2 separate regions of the Rattus norvegicus genome follow, and region 2 is linked to region 1. Evidence: chromatin contacts called from public Hi-C data. All regions are on one chromosome and are shown on one strand. Each heading gives the region's core, a stretch centred on a gene start, on an enhancer-like site or on the middle of the called end of the contact. The rest is flanking DNA. Distances are from core to core; before and after follow the strand shown. Region 1 has its middle 32 kb from the start of Rgs9. Region 2 holds the start of Gna13 (G protein subunit alpha 13).

What was found. A called contact is a pair of places that touch in the nucleus more often than the background predicts.
Region 2: a Hi-C map of the A7r5 cell line shows a contact between it and region 1, with 1.8 times the contacts expected there. The contact joins the promoter of Gna13 here to the enhancer-like site in region 1. A contact is called at or near these places in 4 of 12 Hi-C or Micro-C datasets (the A7r5 cell line, frontal cortex, liver and 1 more) and 1 of 1 datasets of contacts at active chromatin or transcription factors (oligodendrocytes).

The regions. Positions count from the first base shown.
Region 1 is chr10:94,800,978-94,803,493 of GRCr8, forward strand. No RefSeq gene overlaps it. Among named protein-coding and RNA genes, the nearest start is that of Rgs9, 32 kb to the left of the region's middle. Within about 2 kb of position 1,259, at least 16 of the 93 cell types and tissues checked have an H3K27ac peak or open chromatin away from gene starts, as enhancers often do. A contact at or near this core is called in the A7r5 cell line, where this site is marked.
Region 2 is chr10:94,836,201-94,838,716 of GRCr8, forward strand. Gna13 (G protein subunit alpha 13) reads left to right here and starts at 1,256. Exons shown (of 4, transcript NM_001013119.1): 1 at 1,256-1,538. The coding sequence starts at 1,256. It overlaps LOC134480892 (a long non-coding RNA gene), which reads right to left and starts at 646. Exons shown (of 2, transcript XR_010055858.1): 1 at 1-646.

The DNA.
Region 1 (2,516 bases), core at 9-2,508:
GAGGGAGGGGGTGCGCTCAGGGCAGATGCTAACAGCATCTATACTGCCTGGCTCCAACTTGGCAGCTGGCTGGCCCACAGAGCCTGACTCACCCACAAAACATTAGATGAGGGACACCTAACGGTCTTTGTTGTGGGACCCAGTCCACAATCAGTCTACATCACTCAAGGCTGGGCACCTTTAAGCTGCCTTAGATGGGTCACGTTAGCCTGGGTCAGCTTTAAGAAAGCAGTCATGAGCTGGAGAGATGACTCAGTGGTTAAGAGCACTGACTGCTCTTCTAGAGGTCCTGAGTTCAAATCCCAGTCAAAACCACATGGTGGCTCACAGTCGTCTGTAATGAAATCTGATGCCCTCTTCTGGTGTGTCTGAAGACAGCTAGAGTGTACTTATATACATAAAATAAATAGAAAGAAAGAAAGAAAGGAAGGAAGGAAGGAAGGAAGGAAGGAAGGAAGGAAGGAAGAAAGCAAGCAGTCACAAGCCTTTCACTCCTCACCGCCTCCCTGGTCCGTGAGGACAAGGGTTAACTAAGAGGAAATAGCACAAGATGAGGTTGGTGTGAGGACCTGACCTTTAGACTTAAACCCAAACAAGTTGATCCAGCAAGAGGAAGATGGTGACCACGGCCTTCTGAGCTTTGTGGATATTGTGGTCAAGGTATGAACCATGTTTTTACTCTCAAATATCACACAGCCAGAAATGGCAACATGTGGGTGCTATGAAATTAGCACGTGGGTGTCTGGGTACCTGTCTCTGAGGCTGGCAGTATGCTCTGTCTTTCCCACATTCTGCCCAGCGGGTCCTGATTCTTCAGGGCCAGGAGGCACCTTTGGAAACCTATCCAGTGTTTTTATCGCGATACTACCAGTCAGTACCATCAGGAAGGGAGGATAGACCCAGGGGGAAGCCCTCTGCCCTAACCCAATCTTATTTGGACATTCCACGAAGTAGATCCCCACCCACCTGCCAGGAGGGCCAAGTGAGGACAGTACAGCCACCTTCGAGTGTCTGACCGTCATCCTGAATCCAGGATGAATGCACGACCACAACGTGAATAGGAGACCGGAAACCCTCCAAATTCACAAGGCAGCTTGTCCCGCCCCAGTCTGAACTTGAACCCTGAGGGGCAGGGCTGTGGCTGCCACCTTGGGGCCCTAAGATCAGCATTTGCAAAACTCCTCGAATCCACGCCAGCCAATCAGCTCGCGGCGCCGCGCGCACTTTAGGATGCCCTGCACAGACTCAAACTACCACCAGGGGGCGACATGTGGCTCCACCTGGACCCTGTAAGGAAGCAAAACAGTCAAAGAGGGTTGACTGTTGAGCCCCACCACTGAAGTCTGAGAAAGTGAAAGCGATATGTGAACCGACTTTGAATCCCTGGTGAGCCTGTTCCCAAGTCATTGAGTGACCTTTAGCCATTACTTAAACTTTCTAATAGTTTATATTCTCTTCTAAACTGAGAAAAGTCAGGAAACGGCAATGGCACGCGCCTGCCAGGGTGGCTCACCGGCCCATAGGCCCTTGACCCCTGGATTTACTACCTAGGTGTAGGAGCTCCAGCAAGGACCACGAATAATGGCTGCGCCTTCTGGAAGAGGCTTTGTTTGGTCCTGCTTCGAAGCTCACGGAGAAAAACGTGTTTCTAAACAGAAATAGGTCTGGCACGTGCTGAATTCCTAGTAATGTTTGTCCTTTAGCTCTTGGAGCTCATCCTACACCTCACCACAGCCCAACCCCACCCTCACACCAACTCCCGTCTTACCTGGTACTAGGGACTGAACCTAGAGTCTCTTGCATGCTAACTGCACGCTCATCCACGAAGTCACAAAGCCATACTCCCAAGCCCCTTTTGGGAATCTTTTCCTTCCCACACCCCTCCTCATGATCATACCTAATAACGTGCCCGCGCGCGCGCGGCGCTCACACACACACACACACACACACACACACACACACACACACAGTATGAGGACTGCTGGAGTTATAAATGAAGGTAGGACCATAGGTTCTACCATCATCAGGTTAAATTTTAGCTGCTTTTTACCATCAGTCTGTGAGATTTGGGCTAATTAACCTCTCTGCACCTTAATTCCAATTCTACAAAATAGTCAGCTGAGTGTATCGATGTATATCTGTATTCCAGCACTTGAGAGTTGGAAACAGGAAAGACAGGTGCTGAAAACCAACCTCGGCTACGTAGGCAGTTTAAACCCAACCTGGGCTGCATAAGACCCCATCTCAAACAAACCAACAACAAAAACAACAAATAAAATAAAATACAGCTCACTAATAATAATAGAGCAGAGTTATTAGGGGAAGATAAATAGGTAAAGATTGAATAAATCTGAGTTGTTACTACTATTTGTTTAAAGATTTATTTATTTTATGTATGTGAGTACACTGTCGATGTCTTCAGACACATCAGAAGAGGGCCTCAGATCTCACTTCAGACAGTCGTGAGCCACCATGTGGTTGCTGGGATTTGAACTTAGGACCTCTGGAAGAGCAGT
Region 2 (2,516 bases), core at 6-2,505, 35 kb after region 1:
TGAAGAAGTTGGCTTCTGAGGTCTTTGCTACACAGTCACTCAGATGTCACTTGTCACGTGTTCCCTGGGAGTCTTTTCAGGTGTTAGGCCTGATCTGCTGGTGTGACAGAAAAAAAAATTTTTCTTGTCTGTCATATCCTCTGAAGTCTGGCAGGAAACCTAAAATGTGCCTGCCGCAGTCCTAGGCTGAACGCTTATCTGCTTCCTTGGGAAGAATGAGCATCGCATCATAGTGTCCGGTTTAGGGGGATTTTCAACATGACCTCACCCTCTCCACCATTCACTGACCTCAGCAGGCATTACCCAAGTCACAAATGCAGCCCGGCTGGGAATCCACATTAGTGAGCCAGCCAGGGCAGGTTATCAATAGTGCCCTGAGCTGCTAGGAAGAGGTGTTGATCAATAAGGACATCCGACATCTACTTATCCTTCGGGATGGTTAGGATGGCAGGGGTAGGGTGAGGGCCGTGGGGGGGGGAGGCGGTGACCGCTGCTAATTAAGTGCACGAGCTTGAAATAAAGCCCTGGCCGGCCTGTAATACCAGAAGTAGACAGGGAGGCTGAGATAAGACAATTGTCACAGATTTAAGCCAGCTACAGCCGCAGGGAACTTGTCTCAAGAATTTAAAAAAAAAAAAAAAAAAAGGCAAAATGTAACGAATGCCCTGGTCCGTGCAGGGATGTCCCAGCCAATGGTCGCGTGAAGGTGACAGTAAGCGGCGGGCGAGGAACTATGGGAAAGAGCAGTGGAAACTGTAGAGATAAGGATGCCTTAACGGAAAGGGGTCTGGATGGGCTTTGCTTACTCGCCTCGGGGCTCCGGGAAACGGTGGCACTAAAGGGAAACAGAAACTCTGGATCCGCAGGCGCGCGCGCGCCCAGGTTGGCCCACGTGACCCCGGACTCCGCAGTTCTCCGCGCGCGCTCCTGGCCTCAGCCAGGCCAGCGAGCGCGTGACTCGCGCCGCCCCCCCCAGCCCCCGCTGCGTGCCTGCGTGCGCGCACCCGGCAGGCGGCGGGCGCGCGCACGCCCAGAGGGCCGCCGCCCCTCCCCGGGCCCGCCCTCCTTCCCTCCCACCCTCCCCCGGCCGGCGCGTCCCGCCCTGGCGAGTCAGTCCTCGGGTTCCCTCCCTCCCCGGGCGCGCTCGGGCCGCCGCTGCGCTCCCCGCCCTCCAGCCGCCTTGCCGGAGCCACCCGCTGCCGGAGGAGGAGGTGGAGGAGCCGCAGGGGCCCGCCGAGGCGGCGGCGGCGGCAAGATGGCGGACTTCCTGCCGTCGCGCTCCGTGCTGTCCGTGTGCTTCCCGGGCTGCGTGCTGACGAACGGCGAGGCCGAGCAGCAGCGCAAGTCCAAGGAGATCGACAAATGCCTGTCGCGGGAGAAGACCTACGTGAAGCGGCTGGTGAAGATCCTGCTGCTGGGCGCGGGCGAGAGCGGCAAGTCCACCTTCCTGAAGCAGATGCGGATCATCCACGGCCAGGACTTCGACCAGCGCGCGCGCGAGGAGTTCCGCCCCACCATCTACAGCAACGTGATCAAAGGTGCGGGGCGCGGCGGGGCTTGGGGACCCCAGGGGAGCCGGGCTGGGCACCGCCCTCACCCGCCGGTCCCAAGTCTGAGGAGACCGAACCAGACCAGATCGGACGGGCAATCCTGTGGGCGCGCCTCGGTCACCGTCCTGTGCGCTGCGGTGCCCGAGTCCCTTCGATCCGGGACGCCCTGCTGTCCCCCCGCCCCCTCCCCGTGCTACCCCAGTGAGGGTCACGGTCGGCCCCGCACTCCGCGGCTGGCCTCGCCCCCTCCGAGAGGGAAGTGCGGCGAGCAGAGTGACTCGGGGCAGCGGGGCAACTTGTGTCCTCCCTGAACTCCAGGCACGACCACCCATCAGTAGCTTTAGGTTCTATTCTTCTTCCCTTATTTGCCCGTCCAGAGTGGGTGACTCTAGTAACCCGGTCTGTCACCCTTACAGCTCTGGGCGTCCTAGGCCACCTCTTGACTTAAGCAAGTTCTGGAACGGTCGTAATGAGGAAACTTTTTTTTGCCCTGAGACTCTTGTCAAGGGCATAGAGTGACAGCCTCTAGAGCCTTTTGAGGTAAGAGTATGAAACTCGCGTTTACTGAACTGGCATCAGGAAAGTCTATTAAAAAAAATAGCGCCAGTGGTTTTATCGGCTCATTGCTACAGGATGTTTGTAATTACAGCCCAACATGTTGCACACTTTTTTTTCTTTTTGCTTAATAACTTGAGGCAGGAGAAAAACGGCATCGTTACCAATGCTTAAACGAATTCATGTTTAAATATAAAGACCCTTTGGCATAAAAGTCTTAGAAGACCATCCAAGACAAGTTAGTGAGAGGCGGGGAATATGCATTGAGTTGGATGATGGGCTTTACAAATCCTGTTGAACAGTGTTTTAAAGACTGTTCCTAAGTGAAAACCACACAAAGTATTCCTTAGTGTTCAGATAAGTCGCGGAGGTGGCTTTTTATTTTGTCATTTAAAAGAATCGCCCTTTTTT